Linked DNA regions of Mus musculus: regions 1, 2, 3, 5, 6 and 7 are each linked to region 4. Evidence: chromatin contacts called from public Hi-C and promoter capture Hi-C data. All regions are on one chromosome and are shown on one strand. The core of a region is the stretch at or near the end of the contact, and the rest is flanking DNA. Distances in the headings are between cores, read along the strand shown. Region 1 holds the start of Rpl27a (ribosomal protein L27A). Region 2 holds the start of Trim21 (tripartite motif-containing 21). Region 3 holds the start of Eif3f (eukaryotic translation initiation factor 3, subunit F). Region 4 holds the start of Ilk (integrin linked kinase). Region 5 holds the start of Rrm1 (ribonucleotide reductase M1). Region 6 holds the start of Trim68 (tripartite motif-containing 68). Region 7 holds the start of Nup98 (nucleoporin 98).

Evidence for each region. Promoter capture Hi-C pulls out the DNA fragments that hold promoters and counts their contacts. A called contact is a pair of places that touch in the nucleus more often than the background predicts.
Region 1: a Hi-C map of B cells shows a contact between it and region 4, with 5 read pairs. The contact joins the promoter of Rpl27a here to the promoter of Ilk in region 4. A contact is called at or near these places in 1 of 39 promoter capture datasets (cranial neural crest), 3 of 484 Hi-C or Micro-C datasets (B cells, CD8 T cells and the G1E-ER4 cell line) and 1 of 9 other capture datasets (liver).
Region 2: a promoter capture Hi-C map of liver shows a contact between it and region 4, with 5 times the contacts expected there. The contact joins the promoter of Trim21 here to the promoter of Ilk in region 4. A contact is called at or near these places in 4 of 39 promoter capture datasets (cranial neural crest, liver, pre-B cells and 1 more).
Region 3: a contact with region 4 is called in a promoter capture Hi-C map of pre-B cells, with 8 times the contacts expected there. The contact joins the promoter of Eif3f here to the promoter of Ilk in region 4. A contact is called at or near these places in 3 of 39 promoter capture datasets (cranial neural crest, frontonasal cranial neural crest and pre-B cells).
Region 5: a contact with region 4 is called in a promoter capture Hi-C map of pre-B cells, with 5 times the contacts expected there. The contact joins the promoter of Rrm1 here to the promoter of Ilk in region 4. A contact is called at or near these places in 6 of 39 promoter capture datasets (cranial neural crest, frontonasal cranial neural crest, liver and 3 more) and 1 of 484 Hi-C or Micro-C datasets (LSK cells).
Region 6: a contact with region 4 is called in a promoter capture Hi-C map of pre-B cells, with 6 times the contacts expected there. The contact joins the promoter of Trim68 here to the promoter of Ilk in region 4. A contact is called at or near these places in 2 of 39 promoter capture datasets (cranial neural crest and pre-B cells) and 1 of 484 Hi-C or Micro-C datasets (CD4 T cells).
Region 7: a contact with region 4 is called in a promoter capture Hi-C map of pre-B cells, with 7 times the contacts expected there. The contact joins the promoter of Nup98 here to the promoter of Ilk in region 4. A contact is called at or near these places in 5 of 39 promoter capture datasets (cranial neural crest, frontonasal cranial neural crest, maxillary cranial neural crest and 2 more).

Annotation. Positions count from the first base shown.
Region 1 is chr7:109,517,683-109,520,705 of GRCm38.p6, forward strand. Rpl27a (ribosomal protein L27A) reads left to right here and starts at 1,513. Exons shown (of 5, transcript NM_011975.3): 1 at 1,513-1,540; 2 at 1,903-1,966; 3 at 2,236-2,311; 4 at 2,786-2,960. The coding sequence starts at 1,538. It overlaps Snora3 (small nucleolar RNA, H/ACA box 3), which reads left to right and starts at 2,450; the gene lies at 2,450-2,569.
Region 2 is chr7:102,564,046-102,567,270 of GRCm38.p6, forward strand. It overlaps Trim21 (tripartite motif-containing 21), which reads right to left and starts at 1,437. Exons shown (of 8, transcript NM_009277.4): 1 at 1,344-1,437; 2 at 227-295; 3 at 1-80. The coding sequence starts at 44.
Region 3 is chr7:108,932,852-108,935,997 of GRCm38.p6, forward strand. Eif3f (eukaryotic translation initiation factor 3, subunit F) reads left to right here and starts at 1,564. Exons shown (of 8, transcript NM_025344.2): 1 at 1,564-1,956. The coding sequence starts at 1,581.
Region 4 is chr7:105,734,934-105,738,330 of GRCm38.p6, forward strand. It overlaps Ilk (integrin linked kinase), which reads left to right and starts at 1,657. Exons shown (of 13, transcript NM_001161724.1): 1 at 1,657-1,783; 2 at 2,168-2,304. The coding sequence starts at 2,216. It overlaps Rrp8 (ribosomal RNA processing 8, methyltransferase, homolog (yeast)), which reads right to left and starts at 1,651. Exons shown (of 7, transcript NM_025897.2): 1 at 1,365-1,651; 2 at 1-123. The coding sequence starts at 1,463.
Region 5 is chr7:102,439,559-102,443,036 of GRCm38.p6, forward strand. It overlaps Rrm1 (ribonucleotide reductase M1), which reads left to right and starts at 2,137. Exons shown (of 19, transcript NM_009103.3): 1 at 2,137-2,485; 2 at 3,429-3,478. The coding sequence starts at 2,467.
Region 6 is chr7:102,686,065-102,689,484 of GRCm38.p6, forward strand. It overlaps Trim68 (tripartite motif-containing 68), which reads right to left and starts at 1,263. Exons shown (of 7, transcript NM_198012.4): 1 at 1,077-1,263.
Region 7 is chr7:102,208,750-102,211,763 of GRCm38.p6, forward strand. Nup98 (nucleoporin 98) reads right to left here and starts at 1,417. Exons shown (of 33, transcript NM_001287164.1): 1 at 1,269-1,417. It also overlaps a transcript of Pgap2 not described here.

The sequences.
Region 1 (3,023 bases), core at 263-2,762, 3.8 Mb after region 4:
TAGTTCCTCTATTCTTTAGAGTTCAGAAAGAGTTGGTCATGAGGGTACATGCTTAAAATCTCAGAACATGGGAAGCTAAGACTGGAGGATCAAAAGGTTAAGGTTAGGGAAATCAAGAGTGGTACTGGGATACTAGCAGTGAAGGCATGGGTAGTTCTAATATTTGTCCTTATAACAGAAAATGGTAGTCCTCAGCCCTCAAAGAAAGCTCTCTTTGCAACAGGCAGAAAGAAACTGATATAGAAAGCTATAACCAATCAAAATGCAGAGGTGTGAAGTCCAGTCCCACTGGATAAATCTGTAAAACAACCCCTCCACCTAAGGCGAGGGAAAGACTGTAAGAGCCAGAGATCAGAGGCTTTACTGTGAAATTGTGTGTCCTAGGAGTGTAAGAAGCCACACCCATAGTATCACCAACAGGACTGCCTGAATAGGAGCTGAACAAGGACAGCCATAGATATGCTATTACAGCCCACACGAGAAAGTTCGAGACCATCATGCCTAGCCAATCGATTAGGAGTGTAACTCCAGCAGTCAGGAGGTACAAGGCCAGCCTTGGCTTCAGAGTAAGACCCTGTCTCAAAACAAATACAAGATCTTGAGGAAATGGTGTGGCTAAAGTCAAACTGCCCAGATTGTAATGGACTAAACACCGAGCAAGAAGCTAGCAGACAGACAGGATTTGCCCACTCTGCTTTCTGAGAGTTTTGACTAGAATATTCTTTAGTTTAACGGATCAAGTAAGAAACAATAAAACAGATTAAGGGGTTAGAATCTTGTGCACAAGTGTACCACTTTTGTTAGCAAGCAGGCTACACGCCAGGAACTCATGGATTTAAAAGGAAAACAAGCAAAATTGCCCAGTCCTGAACCCTTAGAGAATCTGGGCTCTATCGGGAAGAAAAATGTAACTTGGCAATTAGAAGTTACAAGTGTGATAGTTCGAGTAAACAAGTAACAAAACAGGTCCAAGAAGGTCGACACGGAAAATACTTGTATGAGGAGCACGCTGGGCTGGGAACCTCGGGTCCAGGGGAGTAAAAGCATACCAGCCAGAGTCTGGAGAAAATTCAAATGTGATGTTTATACAAAATAGTTACAGAATCTAGATCCCTGAAGCACAGAAGGCTGTTCAAATTTGGCAGGACATGAAGAGAGGACCAGAGCAAAAGAGAAGGGCAGTGTCCCTTTAAGGGACGTCAGAGGCCCTGCGGAAGTCTTGCCGATGCTCTGAGCCACCGCCATTGCTGCCCGGAGACAAAAACCAACCGCACCAGAAAAGAACAGTGCACTCCGACGATGACCGGCCGCAGCGGCGCTCGACTAGGGAGGAGCTACCGGGGCTTCCGGGGGCGGGCGCCACCGGTTCACCCCGCCCATCCACACGGAAAGGAAGAGGCGGGCGCCGGGAGCCGTGACGTCAGGAGCCCTTCCCGAAGCCGGCCTCCTGGCCGGAAATGAAGCATTGGTCCCGCCCCCGCGCCTGCTACCTCGCGAGACTTCGTGAGCTCCTCCCTTTTCCCTTTCTGCCACCGCCATGGTAGGTCTTCTCTTGGCCTCCGCTCCATCGCGGAGGGTCGGGGCTCTGCTTCCCAGCCTTTCAGCTGCTTGCTATGGTCCTAGTGGGTCTCCATGGCTGGGCGTAGCCTGCGGGGCGGGATGACCCACTCGGGTGTGGGGCGAGGAACGTGGGGCCGCGTGTTCCGACCAGAGCTGGGATCGCGTGGACGTGCGGGCCCGGGCGGCTGAGCACGCTCTGAGTCCCGGCCTCGGCTTAGCCGGTGCTCCAGAAGGCAAGTCCTCGTGTGCAGGCCTGATCCGGGCAGGCAGGCATTGCTGCCCTCTCCCCGGTCTCCCCATCCTCTAAGCAGGCCTAACCACTTTGCTGTTTTTCCCACGCAGCCATCCAGACTGAGGAAGACCCGGAAACTCCGGGGCCACGTGAGCCACGGCCACGGCCGCATCGGTAAGTGTGCGCCTCCTCGGCGTTTGGCCTTTGGAGTTTTGTTGGAAAGTAGACATCCGTGGGTGGAAGGAAACACTTGCAGTTCCCCTACTTTATGTTGGTAGCGGGGTGAGAGTTAAACACATGCCGCTGGGATGTGAAATGCCGTAAATGTTCCTTCTATCCCCGAGTCTTGATAAATCGGGCTTAGAAACGGATGGTAAACTGAGAGCAGGAATAAGGGCATGTGAGCAGCTATAAGTCACACAAGTTGCTTTGTGTGCCGACAGGTAAGCACCGCAAGCACCCAGGCGGCCGCGGGAATGCTGGAGGCATGCACCACCACAGGATCAACTTTGACAAATAGTGAGTGTTTTGGAAGTGGGGGCTGAAGGGGTGAGTTAGGACGGTGTCTCCCTGGAAACGGGCTTCTTACCATTTGGTATGGCTAGCTTTAGCAAGTAAACGCTGCACTTGAACTGAGGGGACCTGTCCGAGGCTAGAGTCACGCTCAGGTATTGCTTGTTGCCTTAGTGTGCTTAAGTCCTCGAAGAATAACTGCTGACCTTATTCACTGGCTGTGTGGACTTTCTGGCACAGTCAGTCACCAGGTTAGTGACATATGTCAAGTTAACCCATTCAAAGTTACGTTGCACCCTATTTAGGGAATCCTTTAAGGAGTGGGGGTGCTACTGAGTGACCTGACTTTTAGTTCAAAAATTGTATCTGGTGCCTGCTGTGTCAATGTTTACAGTAGTGAACACTTACACTCACTAGGAGACAACTACAAAGATAAGTTTTCTCAGTGAGGCTCTGAAGATGGTTGCCTTCCCTCCCCAGTCACCCAGGTTACTTTGGGAAAGTTGGTATGCGGCATTACCACTTGAAGAGGAACCAGAGCTTCTGCCCAACAGTCAACCTGGATAAACTGTGGACATTGGTCAGCGAGCAGACACGGGTCAATGCGGCAAAAAACAAGACTGGAGTTGCTCCCATCATTGATGTTGTTCGATCAGTGAGTGAACTGACTTGCCATTCGTTTTAAAAGATTTTATGTATATGAGAACACTCTTCAGAG
Region 2 (3,225 bases), core at 187-2,686, 3.2 Mb before region 4:
CAGATAGAACAGGTGACCTCCTCCCACATCTTTTCCAGAGACATTTTTGAGGTTGTAGAGGGTGATATCTGCCGTGGAATCTTGAGAGATGCAGAGGGGCGAAGAGATAAAAATGAGAGTTTGTAGGACAAAAGCAAAAGCAAGGCAAACCCCAAACTCCCCCAAATAATGCCAAGGTGGACAAGCGATGACACAGGAGGGAAAGGCAGAAGGCAAAAGCACCAACCTGAATGACAGGAGCCTCTCCTCCGGCCTCACCCACTGAGCAAGCCAGGCAGAAGGGGAAACCGAGTTTCTAGAAGAGACAGAGAAAACTGGTGGGGGTAACGCTGCTAACAGCTCCACCGTCACCACACCCATCCCTGCTTAACCCTCACTGTCTAGGCGTCTCCCATTTCCTTTCTGTCATCTTATGCCTCTACTGCCCAGAGACGTCAGTCATGGCAGTAACGACCATTTACCATATCACCACAGACCCTCCATATTCCAACCAGAGTTAGCTCATACTAGTCTTCATTAATCTTGGCAGAAACCACAGGGGTCAGGCATTAGGAGTCAAGGTTTATGCAGCTATACATCATAGTAGACATTTTGTCAAATATGACAGGCTGCACATATGGTGGTTGTGCAATAGGCAACACAATGCAGCCTAGGTGTGTCATTAGCGACCCCACTCAGGTTCATGTAAGATGTCATTCATTATCCGGAGTACATTGTCTAAGAGTATATGGCCCAGTTATAAGAGTTGCATGTGTGTATATGCATGTTTTTATATATGTATGTACACATATATTGATGTTTTTATATGCAAACTATACTTGTGCACAAATGCATCAATGTAGGCGTGCCCATATGTTCCCCTCTATAAATGTCTATGTACATAACATGCAGGTGTGCTCACCGGTGAACATTTTTGGGGAGCACTCCCTGGGCTCTTCTCTAAGCTGCTCCAAACCTAGTCTCAACTTCCTTTAGGGTGTGGAGTATCTTAAATCCACAGAAATTTCTACATGGATAGCACTCTCCTCAAGCAGGGATCTTCAAGGGGTAAGGGTTTCCCTGAGCTCCCCTCTGGCCTAGGTCACCACCCTGCTTCTCCTGCCCTTGCTAGGACTGTCGTCTCAGCTAGTCCAGGGCACTAGGAAAGTCACTTTCAGAGCCCAGCTTCCACAGGCCAGCATGGGCAGCTCTGCAGGGCTAGGACAAGACAACTCTGATGAAAAGAAGCAGCAGGTGGGTTCGCAAATTCCCGAGTGTGGGGTGCTGATGGGAAGAGGCTCCTTGAATCTGGTGTGGGGATAAAGAGCCCACCTAGGCCGGCCAGGGGTCCCAGTCTCACTCACCTAACCAGGGTCCTCAGCTTTAGTTATGTGCTCCCAGCTTCGCTTTTGCAAGCCTGCAGTCCAAATTTCACTTTCAGTTTCCTCTCAGAGGCAGGTCTAGCAGGAAGAGGGAGGAGCAAGGGGAGGAGTGAGGAGTTGAGTGGCAAGAGGAGGTTAGAGGCAGAGAAGGCGGAGGCTGGGCGGAGACTGGGCAGAGACAGGGCAGAGAGTGGGAGGAGAGAGGTCAGAGGTGCAAGAAACTGACTCCTGGCCACAGGCAGGGAAAAAACTCAGTACCTGTCCTCCTGGGTCTCTCTAAGGCCCCCTTGTCCCCTTTAACAGAATGTAATCTACAGGATATCGATCTTTGACACTGGTCTTTTCTTCTTACCTGGGAGCTTCTGAGAGAAGAGGTCTGAATGGGAGAGGGAGGAGTCACCATCTGTTTCCTACAGGGATGGATAGCTTCCCCCAAGACTGATCCCGCCACCGTCACTGTTTTTTATTAGTATATATTAATTGTACAGAGTACTTGAAGTATACCCATTTCCCACCACTCTGTTGTGTGATTTTGCTCTTTTCAAATAGTTTGGGGCTAGAAATTTATTCTTTATGATGTCAAGGTATGTGTTGTACCAGTGAAGGGAGTTAAGACTTATGGACAATTGATATTGTATTATAACTTGCGCTAAAAACAGCAGTGGAATTTTCCTCGCTATTTATTATATTTAGGAAACAAAACCATTCTGTGATTTGAAATTTCTAGTCCTGTTTAAGAGATCTCTCTTAGTGAAAGGCCGCCAGGCAACATCTACTGTCTAGATTGTGCTGTTGTACTGGGGCTTGGTTCCTGGAGCACAACAGTCCTAGAAAGCAGAATGAAAAAGAGTCAAGCATCCGAAAGGACGAAGACATCTATAAACATCAGAAAACGACTCTGCTTCTACCACGGAAGGTCTGCTGCTATTTCCTGCAGGCAAAGAACTTGGGTCCCAAAATAAGGCAGAGGGTAGAGTCAATGTCTATTTTGCTATTCACCACCAGAGGATGCTCTGTTTCAGTTTACACACTGGATAGAGAGATTAATGCACACCCTAGGGGTGTGCTGATATATACTCTATAATGTGCACACAGGACTACTAACATATTGTACTCAGAGCTGCCTCAGCTCCCACCTTGGTAATTGTTTGAAGACCCCACCTACTGAAGACCCAAACTCCCTTCACTCACAGATAGTACTTTGATATTTCAAACTTCCCTCTCCCTGACAAAATGACCCAAGTCTTTATTTGGGAAGAATTAATGCTATTGATATTATTGTCTAGCACATTATTAGTGTGTTGGTGAAGTGAGATGTTTATACTTTGGGTTTTAATCATATTCTCTACTAACTTGAGTGTGTATTGGCAACCCAAGTTGTCCCTGGTGATATGCAAGTACATTTTGTCCAGGACAGGAAAAGCTTCTTCTACTTATTTCTAATTTAGTGACTTAAGAAGCCCCCAAAAATATGGAAGCAGAAGGAGGACCAGTTGGAAACAAGAAAGGACCAACGGGTGTGGGAGAGGGACAAGAAAGGATGACGGGTGTGGTGGCGCACGCCTTTAATCCCAGCACTCCGGAGGCAGAGGCAGGCGGATTTCTGAGTTCGAGGCTAGCCTGGTCTACAAAGTGAGTTCCAGGACAGCCAGGGCTATACAGAGAAACCCTGTCTCGAAAAACCAAGAAAAACCAAACCAAACCAAAAAGGATGACGGAGGGCTGACCACTTGCTGGTTTTAACAATGTATCAGAATTATAGCCCTTTACTCTCATGGTTAAAGCCTTTGTTGATCCCTATAATAAAATATCACAGATCGAGTAATTCATTAAAAAAAACATACCTTTCTTTTTTATAGTTGTG
Region 3 (3,146 bases), core at 314-2,813, 3.2 Mb after region 4:
TGTGTGTGTGTGTGTGTGTGTGTGTGTGTGTTTCTCTCTCACTGAACTATCTTTCTACTGCCCAAATTTTTTTATAGCATAGGAGTCTTTTTAAAAAGATTTATCTGCCGGGCATGGTGGCGCACGCCTTTAATCCCAGCACTCGGGAGGCAGAGGCAGGCGGATTTCTGAGTTCGAGGCCAGCCTGGTCTACAAAGTGAGTTCCAGGACAGCCAGGGCTATACAGAGAAACCCTGTCTCAAAAAACCAAAAAATAAAAATAAAAAATGAAAATATTTATTTATCTATTACACACACACACACACTGTCCCTATCTTCAGACACACCAGAAGGAGGCATCAGATCCTATTACAAATGATTGTAAGCCACTGTGTAGTTGCTGGGAATTGAACTTAGGACCTTTGGAAGAGGTTATTGCAGAGAATCTGCGTTGAGGTTCTAGCAAGGGGAAGGGGTTGGTTGGTGGCTTACAGCTACTCACAACTCTAGTTGTGTTCCTAACCGCTGAGCCATCTCTCCAGTACCAGCATAGGAGTCTTCATAATTAGCTCCTGGCCCTGCTTAGAGATCTATCCTTTCTTTTGATAATGCCATTTAACCACCAAATTCTTTCTTTAAATGTACTAGTCTTGCTCTCATTCACCTTAAGCCCTCTACATGAACTGTTCACTCCACCAGAAGAGCTCTCCCTACAAAACCCCAAATAATAGTTGGCTGCCTGAATTCTTCAAGTTTCCACTCCAACTTGATACCCTCATTGTATCCTACTCTAACCCTTCATAATCTTTCATGCTCTCATAACCTCCACTGATCATTTCTTTCTCATAGCACAGTCAAATAGTAATAATAATTTACTGTGTATCGAAGCACTTTCTAACCTAATGTAGGATTTAGTCCTTTTCTCTCCCCCAAAGAGAATGCAACCCTTTGCTATTTAGTTCACTTATATACCCTAGCATATAAGAGAGAGTCTGGTGCATATTAAGCATTTAAATTGTTGAATGAATATGCCTCCCTAATGATGCCTTATGAAGCCATCACAAATAAAGCACTATTGGTCAGGCATGATGATTCCTGCCTATAGTCCTAGCATTCGGGAAGCAGAGGCAGGAAAGTTGAGGTAAGTTCCAGGCCAACCTAACCTATATGGCTAGGCGTGGAATGCAAAGTAGATCCTGAGTCCAAATTTTAATTCATTGATTAATAAGTTAAATGGATGTAACAGTGAATCCCCTGTAAGACTGATATTTAATATCCATTTAAGTCTTAAACAATTGCGACCTTTACACTACTCTGTGCCGCCACCTGGTGGCAACTGTGTAGATTGCTAGTTGCTTCCTCCCCATTCCCACCCCAGGAAGTCCTAAAGTTACTAGGAACTACTCTGGACTCCTACACACTGAGTGCGCATCGGACAGAAATTAAAGCGCACACCGCGCACTAAAACTTACAACTAGCCGGAAATTTCATGTCCAATAGTCATCAAGATATGATTCACGTGGTATAAATTTAGCCAATCAAATTTCTAATTCCTCCAACTCACGCTCTTCTGTTCTAGGCTCTCTCTCTTTCTCGGCAAGATGGCTTCTCCGGCCGTACCGGCTAATGTCCCTCCTGCCACTGCAGCCGCAGCCCCGGCGCCGGTCGTCACCGCAGCCCCGGCTTCAGCCCCGACCCCATCCACGCCAGCTCCGACACCGGCTGCGACTCCCGCTGCGTCCCCGGCGCCCGTCTCGTCTGATCCTGCTGTAGCTGCGCCTGCAGCCCCGGGCCAGACCCCAGCCTCCGCGCCAGCCCCAGCGCAGACGCCGGCGCCTTCGCAGCCCGGGCCCGCCCTCCCGGGGCCTTTCCCGGGCGGCCGCGTGGTCAGGCTACACCCCGTCATTTTGGCCTCGATCGTGGACAGCTACGAACGCCGCAACGAGGGAGCTGCCCGAGTTATTGGAACCCTGTTGGGTGAGTTCTGGGGAAATTAATGTTTTCTTCCTGTGCATCTTACTATTCCTCTCGTTCCATCGCCCCTGAACTCTTAGCCTGTTTCTCTTTTTGCACCTTCCTACTGTGGCTTGCCTTCCCGAGTGATCTGAATTCAGCCGAATTGCCGTTAAGCCACAGAAATGTGCAAGGAGTAGGTATAAGCTATTGCGTAGTTTGTGATACTTGATCTACATGTTATTTTATACTCCCAACAACGTGGTACTGAGAGGGCATGCTGCCAAAAATGAAAGCTCAAATGACAGCAAGTTCAAAGCCCTTGACCCGTTAAACAGAGTACCCACATGCCCTCTCTTATGCAGTGACCTACCACCACCCCAGCACAAACAGAAAGTGCCCACCACCCATGTTAGGGAAGAGGATGTGTCAGAAGCTTCCTCCAACTCAAATAAACCAGGTATATTTGTAACATATTCTGGATATATAATATCTAGCTTTCCTAAACTTTTCAGACAGGCACGTGTCCCAAGGTTTTCCTACATACTGGTTCATAAACCCTAGATATGCTCAGCTCCAAGTTCTACCCCCACCCCCAACCCCCACCTCACTCCTCTGATTTTTCATTTGGACACAGACTGTTGTTGTATTATGTGTCCGTCGCTAACCTTCAAGATGAAGAGAAGCCAACTATCTGAAGAGGTTGGCATCCCAGGCTTACGGGAGGGTGGCAGGAAGTGAAGCCCTCAGTGGTTTGGTCACCTGCCTGTGGGGCAGGACTCACAGGGAGCTGAGAAGACTCCTCCAGGCTGGTCTCTGCAGAGGCCCATGACCAGCACTCATTCCAGAGCCGAGGCAGGGGAAACTAGAGAACATGCCTGCTTTGTGGAAAGTAGTAGACCTGAGTTGGGCCTGGACAGCAGATTGAGGGCTGAAGCAGAGCACCTGCAAAGGGGAGGCAGAGAGAGGCAGAGAGTGGACGCAAGGAAATAGAGCTCGCAGGTCAAGGCGTGACAGAACTGCAGCATGAGAGGGGTTTGGGTGAGTTCTAGAGCTGCCGTTGTGCATACAAGAAGAAAGGACAGAGTGTGGCTTGGGCTTGGTATTCCTTGTGAGGTGCCCCTGAGTGTACCAGTGGGTTGGTCAAGTAGAAAATTGAGTAAGCAGGGCTGCCAGGGCGCTTCACTGCCTGCCCGTGCTTCACTTCCCAGAGC
Region 4 (3,397 bases), core at 407-2,906:
CTTCTTCCTTCCTACCTCCTCCTCCTCCTCAGAGTCACTGCCAGGTAGGCTGGGGGTTTGTTGGGAGAGAGATGCTGCTTCCAGAGCCCGTAATGTGGCCAAGAGATGGCGGCGCTTGCGTCCCTGGAGGCAAACAAGGGATGAGAGTGTGTGTGAGAATGGACGAGGCCTGGAGACTAAGAAAGGAGAGATGGGCTTCAGCTACTGGTCGTTCTTCCCATCCAAAGTTAACAAGTTTGCTGTGAAGTCAGCCAAGCCCAGAACATTCAGGCTGCAATCCCACCCTCTGGGAAACTGGAGGGCAGAAAGTGTTCCCATCCTACTTTTCTAAGCGTGTAAAGGATTGCCTGTTGATTTCCTTAGAGGAATGTGATAAGCACACAAACAACAGGACCAAGGCAAGACAGCAGCCATCTTTGCCTCCCACTGACAGCATTCTAGGAGCAGCAGAGGGTTTTTTGTTTGTTTGTTTTTTTTGTTTTGAAACAGGAAGGGCAGTGTCACACATGTCTATTAAAAATGTTCCTAACTGGCCAGCAGTGGTGGTACACACCTTTAATCCCAGCACTTGGGAGGCAGAGGCAAGCGGATTTCTGAGTTCGAGGCCAGACTGGTCTACAGAGTGAGTTCCAGGACAGCCAGGGCTACACAGAGAAACCCTGTCTCGAAAAAAAAAAAAAAAAAAAAAAAAGTTCCTAACTGCAGTAGAGAGAAGCTGCACACAGACAAGCAGAAATGGACTACAGAAATGAGCAGAACATCCTGGGCTAACTGAAGGTCAGGAACACCCCAAGGGGATACTGAAACCCTCATATCTGATGAGGTTCAAAGGAAAAGGCCTGCTTTCCGTGAAGCTGATTTGGGGTTCAAGTCCTGCTGCTTGTCCTCAGCTAGACCCTTACCTTGAGCCTCTTTTGAATAGTAATTCTGATAACCTCCCAGTCACTTGCCTTTACTCTAATATACTTTCTACACTGCCACTAAAAATCCTCTAAAAATCCTTTCAAGACTACGGATTCAGCTCAGTAATAAATGCTTATCTACCACGCTGAAGCCCTGGAATCGATCCTCAGTATATAAAGTGATGCCAGGTGAGAGAAAACTTGGAGAAGCCACTCCACTGCTAAAACAACTCTACTGATTTCTACCCTTAGTGTACAAAAAACTTAAACTTTTCAAGCTCTGCGCTCCACGCTCCACGCTCCGAATCCCGCATTCCTATTTGGACTATCCGGATCTTCAGATCATAACTAACTCCCTCACCACCCCGATCCACGATAGCATTCAGGCTCTCCCTCTAACCAATACGACCCCCGGAGGGTAGGCTTCACCTCCTTCAAACAGCCCAGTGCAGGGCCGCTCACCTTGACTGGCGGGGCAGTCGCCGGCCTAACCTGTGCTGTCGCGGCCCCTAGGCCCACGATGGCTGGGGCCGCCTCCACCCATTCGGGCTCTTCGAACATACCACCCGTAGCCCGCAGGGCCGGAGGAGCCTACGCTCTGGCCCACGTGCAGCGCGCGTCAGGGAATCCTAGGGCTGGAGTCGGACCAAACCGGGCCGGAAGCCACCGAGTGAAATTCTGTGGTAGCTAGAGCGGCCTTCGCGGAGCAGAGCACCATAGAGCGTAGCCGCTGGCGAGCTAGAGAGGCAGTAGGAGGTCGGAAGGGAGGGACCGCGGCCCGCGCTGGCCCGAGCTGGCCGGGGCGGGCCGGGGCGGGGCCGGGCGGCGGGCGCGGCCGGACGGGAGTTCCCCCGGAGAAGGCGCCTGCGGCCCGAGTCCCGGTGAGTGTGGGTAGCTCCGCGCCCTACCCCACGCTGTCTTGCAAACCCGTCTCTGCGATCTCTGCAGCAGTTCTGAGCCGGGGCCGCCGGGCAAGGACCCCTGTCCCCTCCCCCGGGTGTTTGCAGCTTGGGTCCCTTCCCCCACCCCCAAGCCTTGCTCGAGGGCCGGGGCTCAGAGCCGGCTGACACCAACTCGGGAAACTAGCAAAGTCTACCCTACACCCCCAGACCCTCCTGCTCCTCGAGCCAAGGGGTCGTCCGCTGCCCGAAGCCCTTCATAGACAACCACTGTCCCTCTCGCGACGCTCCCCATCCCAGCACTGACACCTCTGTCCTGAGGGAACTCACACAGAGAGTCATTCTCTTGTCTCTGTTCTCCCTCAGTCCCCCGAGGCTTCCCCAGTCCCGGGGTCTCTGTGCCGGGACGCTGCTATGGACGACATTTTCACTCAGTGCCGGGAGGGCAACGCGGTGGCGGTGCGCTTGTGGCTGGACAACACAGAGAACGACCTCAATCAGGGGTGAGCTGAAGCGTTGGCGAGTGAGACGGCTACAAGTCCTCTCTCCGCTACTCGGGGTGCTCATGTCTGGCGGGGGCGGCTGACTTTGCTATCCAGTGTAAGGAGTAGTAGTAGTAAGCAAAGCCTGTTGATGGAGGAACGTCTACACAGAGGAAGCTGTCGGAGTTGGGTTTGTTTTTTTTTTTTTTTTTTTTAAACTAAGTTTCACAATCCGGTTCCCGGGAACTTTGCAGCCTCTATGAACTCATGTCAGAGGCAGACCTGAGTGCCAGAAAATTGTCTGGAATTACATGTAGCTGGAGGATGAGTTTCTGCGCCCTAGAGCGTTGGGTAGAAGTGGGAAAGGATATTAGAGGTCTAAAGTTCTGAAGCTTATGTAGTGATGAGAGTACCCATTTGTCAGGCGTCACCCTGGACGCAATTGCCTTAAAGTGATGTTTTGGATACAAGAATTGAGACAGGGTTGGGGTGAGAGCCCTAAAATCATAAGGATGAAGTAATTGAGTTGGTATGGGATGTGAAGGGGTTGTCAAAGATGACCTGGGGTTTAAAAGGAGGTTTGGGTACTTGGATACTTGGCAGTTGCTGAGGTTCCATTATGGACTGGCCACAGTTTTGGTGACACTACAGTGACTTGGAAACGCTTGGCAGGTTGTTAGTCATGCAGATTTAAAGTTCAGGAGGTCGGATTGGGAGACCAAGATGCCACAAATAGCATTTAAATGGTATCTGAAGACTCTATAATGTGGAATGTAGTACCTTAGAAGAGTAGAAAATAAAGGCAGAGGTTGAGAAGCCTGGCTGACAGGGAACAACCATCAGAATAAGAAATAAGAAATGGATTAAGATTAGAGAATGGATGTTTTAATAAAAGAAGAGTGGTTAATTGTAGGCTACTGAGAAGTTAAAGAGCATGGATGAGCATTTAAAAAGTCTCATTTCACTTACATTTAGGATGAATTTGATCTTTTGAATGCTATTGCAGAACAGTAACAGGAAAGTGCATTACAGTGGGTTCCTTCACATAAGGAACCACTTGTGGTTGCTGCTAGAGTCTTTGAATCAGACATAATCTACACGCTAGAGATGGCAG
Region 5 (3,478 bases), core at 887-3,386, 3.3 Mb before region 4:
TCCAAATAGTGTCTCCCCTTGTTTTTTGTTTATTTTATTTTATTTTTAGTTTTATTATTTACTTTTTCATACAATATATCTGGACCACAGTTTCCTGTCTTTCTGAAACTCCTTCCATTCTCCCCCTAACTCCCCTCTTCCCCCATTCACTCCTCCATTAAAAAAAAAAAAAAAAAAAGTCCATCTCCCAGGGATATCAAGTATAGCAAGATAACAAGATTCGTAAGTCTAGGCACAAACCCCCATATCAAGGTTGTGCAAGGCAGCCCAGTAGCGGGAAAAGGGTCAGAAGAGAGTCAGATTCCCTCACTCCCACTGCTAGGAGTCTCATAAAAACACCAACCTAACAAATGTAACATACATGCATAGGACCTAGCACAGACCCTTGTAGGCTCCATGATTGCTGCGTCAGTCTCTGTGAGTCCCTATGACGCCTGCTTAGTTGACTCAGTGAGCCGTGTTCTCCTGGTGTCTTCCACCCCTGTGGCTCCTACAGTTCTTTCTCTAAGCTCTGAAGGGAGAGACCTGTGAAAATCTCCAGTTTGGGCTCTCTTTCTCTGTCTAATGTTTGGCTATGGGTTTTTATATCTGCTCCCAGCTGCAGAAGGAATCCCCTCTTGATGAGGACTGGGCTAGGCACTGACCTAGAGTTTTGGCAGCTGGCCCAAGTTTGGATTTTTGGTTTGCTTTTATTTTTTAGACCTCGGTTCCACATTATAAAAAAAGATGCAATATTTGTCTCTATAAGCTTGGCTTATTATGATGATCTCCAGCTCCATTTCTAGCAAATGATATTATATTCCCCTAACATCTGAATATCAATTGTGTTTCCATATCATATTTTCCCCCTGGATAGCCCTGGTCCTCTAGCTTCATGTAGGATTTCCTATGATGTGTCAGTTGTGGGTGGAGATGGACCCCTTCTGGAGGGTGTAAGAAGCAAATGATAGGTTTTAGCGAAAGAATGCCACATACATTATTTTATGAAGATCAGTTTTATGACCGAAATTAGTTTTTATACTTGTCTTGAATAGGTTTAAAGTACGACTTTAACTATTCTTTCTTTTTTTCACCTAGCCTTTCCCCCCATTTTATTGAAAATGGATTTTTTTTTTCGCCTCACATAACATATCCTGATTATGTTTTCCCTTCTCTCCTTCCAGTTCCTCCCCATCTGGGTCCTGCCCCGTTTTGTCTCTCGTTAGAAAACAAACAGGCTTCCAAGGGAAGAAAAGAAAAAAGAAAAAAAAAAAAAGAAAGAAAACTAGCACATCAGTGTTGAACAGAACCAACAGAAGGACAGAATGCATGAGAAGGAACAAGAATCAGAGATACACTTGTTCGCACACTCAGGCGAACACTATAAAATCCCATAAAAAACACTAGTAAACTGGAAGGCAGGCAGGCCCTGGGCATGCTGCCTTAGTCTCAAGAGTTTATAAGAGCATAGAGGGCCTTGATTCTTCGGTGTCCTCCATCCCCCTAGGTTCTTACACTCTTTCTTCCTCCTTTTCTATGGGGCCCCCTGAGTCATTTGGGGAGGGATTTGATGGAGAAGTCCCTTAGGACTGAGTATTCGCAGATGTCTTGGTCTCTGCATAATGTCTGGCTGTTTTCACGTATTAATGTGGCGACGACTATCTTATTGCTGATCCTATCTCTACTACCATCCACAAAACTGTAAAAGCAAATGGACTGTGGGCCTTCATAAGAGTTTCACAGTACCCCTATTTCTGTAAGGCTGAAATTCAAACACCTTTGGTCTAGCCCCACTCTTTAACTGAGGAGTGTAGACCTACGAGCCCCGGGCTTCCTATCTGCTTCTTATTTGCGGGTTGTAGGCTTTAGTGCAAACCAGAACAAAATCTTGGTGTTTCCATAATGTCCATAATGTAAAATAGCAAAAAAAAAAAAAAAAAAGTCAGAGGGGTAGGGAAGGGGGAAGGGAGGAGGAAGAAGGAAAAAGGAAAAAGGTGTTCTGGATATCTGGTTGGTTACTTTTTTGTTATGAAATAAAAATACTCGGGAGATTTGCTTGCCCACACCCAATATGGCGGCAGGAGAACTCGTTCCCGCCAGGTCCGCTTTCACCCAATGTGGTGGAAAGGAGCGCAGTCTCCCGGGCTTTGCCCACACTCAATATGGCGGCCAAGGGACTCGTGTGCTGTCTGTCTACTGCTCAGTTTCCGCCCATTCAACTCCCGGCGTTGAAACGTCAAGAACGTCATTCGAATTCCGTCCGTCGCGTTGCTCTGCACGTCACGGGTGGCGGGAGCGGGAAGGAGTTCGTAATTCGGTTAGTCTGCTCTGGTGAGGAAAGTGCTGTCTATCGCGCAGCTTCCATCCCTCCGTCCGAGCAGCCTCTCGGAGTCCAACCCTTCACATCTGACAGTCGTCTCTGTCCCTTCTTCGCCTCGGAGCTGCTAACTGGTCTCGAACCTCTCAGCACTTCAGCTTCTAGCGGCGATGCATGTGATCAAGCGAGGTGAGGGGTCCGTGGGGATGGGGAGGAGGAGAGGGGACCCGGCTGCGGAGAGCCCAGCGGTCACTATCGCCGGCCCGCCCGACCCGCCCGACCCGCGGCGCCTCGCCGCTTCCCGCGCTTCCCGCCGCGCTTCCCGCCCTGTCTGTCAGCTGGGCCTGTGTCTGCTCAGTCTGTCCCCATTCTCTTGACCTTTGTGTGTTCCCTTTGACTTTGACTTTGTGCTCCCTTCCAGACTCCCTCCAACCCTGTCTGAGATTGTTCCCGAGCACTGTTATTCCTTGCCGCCATCCTCAGAGGTAGCTGCTTTTGGCTCCATTTTTTTAGAAGAGGTTGCAAAGACACGAAAAAGCACCCCAACACCCCCATTCCACCCCAGCTAGTAGTTGGTGAGGTTAGAATTGAAACCCATAGCTCATAATAGCCCTGTGCCTGTCTTTCCTCATTTCTTAAACAAAATAACAGACAAAAGAACCGCGGAGTCGATGATCTGGTGTAGGAGGAAATAAGGAAAAAAAGAAAAGGCAGGACACCACATTTTTTGAACATCTGTCATTTTTCTGGTCTCTTCTGAGGTGGGAGTGTAGTATCATCTCTCCTGCCTCTGCATTTTTGTGGGGAGGTTTTTTTTTTTTTTTTTTTTTTTACATTGTTTGTTCTTGGGACAGGGTTTCTCTGACTGGCCTGGAACTTACTCTGTGTAGATCAGTCTAGCCTCAAACTCACAGAGGGCTGCCTCCTCTATCATAGGTCGATAGACAAAGACTTTTAACCCAAATAGACAAAGACTTAATCCGAGTAGACATGATTAACCACTGAGCAGTCTCTGCAGACCCCAAAGACAATCTCTTAATTGTTTTAAACAGTTTTAAAAGCTGAATATACTTGATTCTTTGGTATTGCCCGCTTAATAACTGCTAATGCTAACTGTGATTTGATTATTTAGATGGCCGCCAAGAGCGAGTTATGTTTGACAAAATTACATCACGAATCCAG
Region 6 (3,420 bases), core at 13-2,512, 3.0 Mb before region 4:
ACTCTCCCAACTGCACCCGTGGCAGCCATATTCTCCTCAGTGCTATGTGCAGTGCTTGGACCCGGGGTCTGTTCATTTTACCCTATTTGGAATCACACTCTTCCAACTGAGACTGTTTCCACGATCTCACTGTTGATATCATTTACCAGAGTCTGTGGGTTTCTTAATTCACACACTAGAAATTTACTATTCATATTTTCTGTTTTTCTTACAATATCCTAATGTCGTGGTACGTTTAATACAGAGTTATCTTCAGTTTTGCTCAGTGTATTCTTGATGCCAACAACAGTGTCTCAATACTTGTTAAATGCATGAGAATTCAATGTAAATGTTTAGGCATAGCTGATAGTAGAGGTGTTAATATCTTCATCTAAGGCAGTGTGCATGTGTCCACCTGTTCATGCTTTGGTGTCAAAAGCACTACTTAAAGCTACAGAAAACCAAAAAAACCCCCAAACAACAACAACAACAACAACAACAACAACAACAACAACAACAACAACAACCAGACAAAACAGCAGATGAAAATTTGGAAGACACTGGCAGTAGGAAAGCGAGGCAAAGAAAGATAGAAATGATAAATCAAGATAAATCACAAAAATGTAGTGGAAGCATGTTAGTTCTATACATTGCCTCAAAAAATGTAAACATGGGAAAGATGTCAAAGATCTGGAGATAAATACAGTTTTCCAATAGAGGATCTCCAATAGAGATCTTTTATCAAACATAAATACTTGGTCAAAAGTTTGACTCATTAACTGCTCAGACCTGTCCAACCTGTAGCTGAGGGCAGCTGTGAATACAGGCCAAACACAAAACTGTAAAATGTTAAGTTTCTTTATGCGATTTTGTTCTCCAGAGTGAACTTTGTAGACTACAATATCAAAAGGTTGCACCTAGCAACCAGTGCCTCCACGGTCCTCAGGGCCGCGAAGGGAGGGGGAAGAGCCTGGAAGCGGCAGAAACCAGCCTCGGGTCTGGAAGCAGTGGCGGTCCGTGCCTTCCTGACCTTCGGGCACTAGGCAGTTCCCCAGGGCGGTGGGATTGGGAACAGGGGAGGGTAAAGAGGGCAGGACCTGTGTTGTCCTCCAAAGAGGTCTGCTGTCGCCTCCTTCTCTAAGCAGCTGTGGAGGCGCGGGGCTCCAGCGGTCCAATCCGCAGCGTAGGAAGCAGCGGGGCGCTCGCCCGCCGCCGGAAGCCGCGATAGCAGCGGGGGCGAGGGACCCAAGGCAAGAGCCGCGCCCGGAGCTGCAGGACCCACCCACTGCGCCGGAACCGACGAATCACTTCTGCACTCAGAGTGGCCTGATTGGCTGTTCGCTTGCCACGTTTCCTGGTTGAATTCAGCTACCTAGCGTGGGTGCGCAGCCGGGCTTCCTTAAGTGGCACCTTTACGCATTGGAATCCGCAGTTCCCTGGAACACGAGCTGCAAGTGGCTGCTCCAGGTTTCAGACAATTAAGCAAAAGTTTTAATAAATGCTTCTGTTTTTCCTGGCTAACTCTTGACACTTACATACTTTTGGTAGCTCCTCATTGCAACAAACTAGTTTCAGAGTTAGAAAACATATTAAATTACGAAGTCCTGATCATAAGCTGCCAGTAAAAAAATCTTTTTAAAGCAGTGTGTAAGCTTTCCTCTCGTCCAACCGCAGAGACACACAAGACCAAGCGTGTTAAATCATAGACCTGGATTTTTCTTTGTAGTTCTTTGGTTCTTTTTCGGATACTGGGACTTTTACTGAGTAAGCAAGAGAAGACACTCAGTGACATATGGGAAGTAACGAAAAAAATTCCAGATGAATCCAGCTTCCAGTGATATGTTTATCGTTGGGACCCATGCTCTTTGAATTCCATGACAATGTCAGAGCTGAGGACATGGTTGACATTCTTCAGGGTGACACCCAGAAAATTATTGAAAATAGACAGGACCAGCACTGTAGGGGGAGAGGGAGGAACTGAGATTTGAACTGAGCCTCTGCTTCTTGGTAGAGACAAATGACTGACCTTATGTCACAGTGAACAGATGGATTCAAAGAAGACATTTAAAAAATACTAATTGAGCATGCATACAAAGAGACCTGGATTGCAAGACTGGGTCATACATTCTCTGCCTTAAAGTCAACCAAGTTCAAGGGAATTGAAATCAAAAGGGGACATCTTTTTCATTTGTAATTGAATGTGTTTGTAACTATGACTGACTCTCAAAGGCCCTGAGAATAGGACACCATAGAGTGACTGGGGGAAGAGGCTCTTGCTTATGAGGAGCACTTTGGACTTAAAAGTTTTGAAGACACGATCAAGTAACCTCATTGGCTGATGAACTTATACAGAATAAAAATAAGAACAGGAGAAGACTGGCTTCCAGGAAGCTAGGAGAAGGGTCTCTAAGCCCATCCCTACAGTGACACACTTCTTCCAACAAGGCCACACCTACTATTGTTAGACCCCGAAACTGGGGAGACTTCCGCTCAAGTCCCGGGATGAGCTGGCCAGCACTCCAATAACTCGAGAGAAAACCACACCTGATGCAAAACTGCAAGAGGCTTTATTGTCAGCTGAGGATGAGCTCCCTATCGGTAACAGTAGGGGGCTTTTAGAGGAAAAACGTGAGGAATTGGGAGGAGTTGGGAGGATGAGTTGGCTACAGCTCATCTCTGGCGGGTGTCCTTGGTAAAATTACAAGGCATGAGGAGTGGGGAGTGAGTTGTAGCTCTTCTTTGTGGAGTCTATCTCCGTGTCCTTGGCACAGGGAGCCAGGCAAGTACCTGGCTAGGTCTTTTTACAATTATCACAACTCTGGTTGTAAGGTATAGAAACAAAAAGGCTTTTTTGCTGGCTATAGAGAACAAAGAGCTTCTTTCTGGCTGTATTTTTAGAAATCAGGGAAAACAAGCTTGGGGGAGACGCTTTAAGTCGGGGTCTCACACTATTAGTGCCACTCCCTGGGCCAAGCATATTCAAACCAACACACACACACACACACACACACACACACACACACACACACACACAGAGAGAGAGAGAGAGAGAGAGAGAGAGAGAGACAGAGACAGAGACAGAGACAGAGAGACAGAGAGATTGATTTAGATGATTTGTATGATAGGTTCTGGGTATTAAAAAAACAACCATTAATATCTTTTATAGCAATGGTTCTCAACCTGTGGGCTATAATCCCTTCAACAAACCTCTATTTCCAAAATTATTTACATTATGACTCACAACAGTAGCAAAATTAGAGTTATGAAGTAAGAGTGAAAATAATTTTATGTTTGGGGTCACTACAGCACAAGGAACTAACTGTCTTAAAGGGTTTCAGCATTAGGAAGGTTGACAATCACTGCTTTGGAGCCAAAGAATTCAGTGGCTACTCTGTCCACAGAGTTGGTGTCTCAGCATTGAAGACACAGGACACAGGACTC
Region 7 (3,014 bases), core at 167-2,666, 3.5 Mb before region 4:
TGCCTGTGTATGCTCTAGTTCTCTGGCCTCAATTTCCATAACTGGTGACATTACAGGCCTGCACCACATCTATCTTGGTTTTATTCCCCACCCCACTTGGCTTTTTGAGTCAGGGTCTCTGCAGCCCTAGATGTCCTGAAACTCAGTATGAAGAGTAGGCTAGCTTTGTAGTCACAGAGTGCCTCCTGCCTTTGCCTCTCAAGTGCTGGGATAAAAGGTGTGCACTGCCAAGGTTAAAGCCAATTTCATCATTTTTAAAGTTTTGTTCTCAAAAGTCTATGTTAAGTCTGGATGTGATGGCAAACACCTTTAATCTCATTACCTCAGCGTTAGAGGCAGGTGGTCTCTTTGAGTCTGTGGCAAGCCTGGTCTACATAGCGAATTCCAGGCCAACCAAGGGTTGTCTCCGAAGTTAAAAAAAAAAAAAAAAAAAAAAAAAAGCAAAAAAAGTCCCCATCAGGGTACTACTAATCAAGTTATCTTACTATATATAAACGAACATGAAAACAGCTAAACTAGAAGTGTTTTTGAAAATTATGTCAAATGCTGGGTCCTTACCCCTACCAAATAGAGAATTGCCAATATTGGGAGACTGGAACATAGAGGAAGGGTGGAAGAGTATACAAATTCTACTAGACTTGAATCAAGACACCTGGATTCTCTTCCTCTACCTACCTCCCACTAATAAAGCCTCTGTACTTGAGGCAGAGTGGGGGCGATTGACAATTTAAACGCTTATGGCTCCAGTTACTCAGAAATTCAATCTTTCTCACCTAGGTTTACACGGAACAGAAAGAACCCTTCATTTTATTTATCAGACAATTGTCAGTGTCTTAAAAAGCTAAACACAGTTCTGACTCACTCAACCCTCTGGTTGAACCCTAGACAAAACGTGTCCTGTAGAGTGGTCAAGGAAGTGACGGGGAGACCTCACTGAAGTCCCCCCAAGGCACCACCCTGCAAGGGTCTGCCTACCGCGGGCTGCTCACCTCCACCCAGCGAATGAATGAGTAGCACCGGAGAAAGCGAGGTTCACTCAATGTGGGCTGCGACCCGAGACCCCTCCGGCCTACGCCCCACACAGTTGGATCCCCTCCCAGGGCCTCCCGAGCCAGGCCGCAGGCCCCGGGCCCCGCCCCCTCACGCAGGCCCGAAGGAGCGCGCCCGGCACGAGACTCGGCGGCGGAGAGGGCCCCGGGCGTCCAGCGCAGATGCCGGTACAGAGAGGAAGATCTACCCGCCCAGCCCCGGCAGCGCTCCCGACTTACAGCGGTGCGTCTGGAGTGAGAGCCCAGGTCCGCCCGTCACCCGCCGCTCACCGCGCGGCCTCCAGAAAAACCGTCGTCGCCGCCGCCGCTGCCACCGACCGCCGCTTCGGGCGCAGCGCGCAGAGGCCTGACTGCGTCACACGCCGTCCACCGTCAGAGATCGGCTCCGGCCGCTCCGCCCTTGGCGGCCGGGCATTGGCGGGCCGGTCCGCCACTCGAGGCCCACACCGTTATTCATTGGGTGACGATCCTTTTGAAACCGAACGTGGAGGCGGTCTCTGATTAGGAACGGAGGGGAAGAGGAGGAGCGTAAGGAATTGCCGGGAAAGGGGGGGGGGGGGGGGAAAGGAGGGACGATGGGGAGGGATGTAGAGTCCCACTCCCTCTGCCGCAACGGTTGGCTGAGAGAGGCTCATGACGTCACACAGGCCCCTCGAAGAGGGCTGGTGCGTGGCTAGAGGAGTGAGCACCAAACCGCAGTGACGCTGTGTCCAGGCCCCGCCCCCTTCCTTGGAGCGCGGAGACTCGCTACGGAAGCTCCGGCCAATCAGAAGGAAGTCCCAAGGATGACCTGGTAATTGTTCTATCCTTCTCTAGCTCCTGTCTGCGGGCAATGATGGGAAGGCTCCTTGGCCACCTAGCTTGCACTTGGAGAGCCGGAGGACCCTTCCTGGAAACCCATCAATCCACAGATTGTCTGCAGACACTCCACTCCCCACTGTTCTTTCCAGCGCAAGCCAGCCCTCGCCGTACACTTTCCCCCTCTGAATCTCTAGAATAGACCTGAGCAATGGATTTGCCTTAACAGAGCTTGAGCCCAATGAGGAGATTCTTGGCCCTTCAGCCTCAGCTGCACTTTCAGAATCTATACTTGTTCTGGGTTTCTTGCGGCCTTCTCCAGGACACATTTGGTAACCTTTACAAGTCCCGGTGAAGTTCAGGCAGTCTGCTTGTAAAGACCTTGTTACTTTGTATCTTATTTATTTTCCGTTCTATGCCTCCTCCCTCCCCTGATCTGGGCCAAAGCTTCATTTTCATCCTTTTGGTGTCTTTTCTCCTAGGATCTAGCAGAGAGCAGAAGAGTGGGCATGTTCTAGAAACCAGACCTCTCTAAATTATTGAGGTCTCACAGATAACAGGAGCTGTGTTAAAAAAAAAAAAAAAAAAAAAAAAAAGAGGTACATACTACCTCTCCACCACGTCCTGGGAAATCAATATAGAACTGAAACGAGATTTGCTAAGAATTTTAAATGATTCCCTCAAACAAAAACATCTTAAAGGAGCTGGAGAGATAGATGGGCTCAGCGATTAAGAGCACTGGCTGCTCTTCCAGAGGTCCTGAATTCAATTCCCAGCAACCCCATGGTGGCTCACAACCAACTGTAATGGGATCTGGTGCCCTCTCCTGGTATACATAAAATAAATAAATCTCTTTTTTTTTTTTAAAGACAGTAAATGGAAGAAACATAATATATTGTCGATGTTCAGTATATACTTGAAAGAATAATGTATAAATCGCCTAACAGGAAAAGCTAGTTTGAACATCCATCTGTAACCACCATCCCTAAACCACTCTGTCCAAACACCCTGCTTTTCCATCACTCCTCCTTGCCTTTACTCTAAATCAGAAAGTCATTAGGTGGGGTATAATAGCCAAGATCTGTAATTTCAATTCTTAGGTAGCTGAGGTAGAATATGAAGCTGAAAGCCAGCCTGAAATACATGAAACTGTCTTAAAAACAAAAT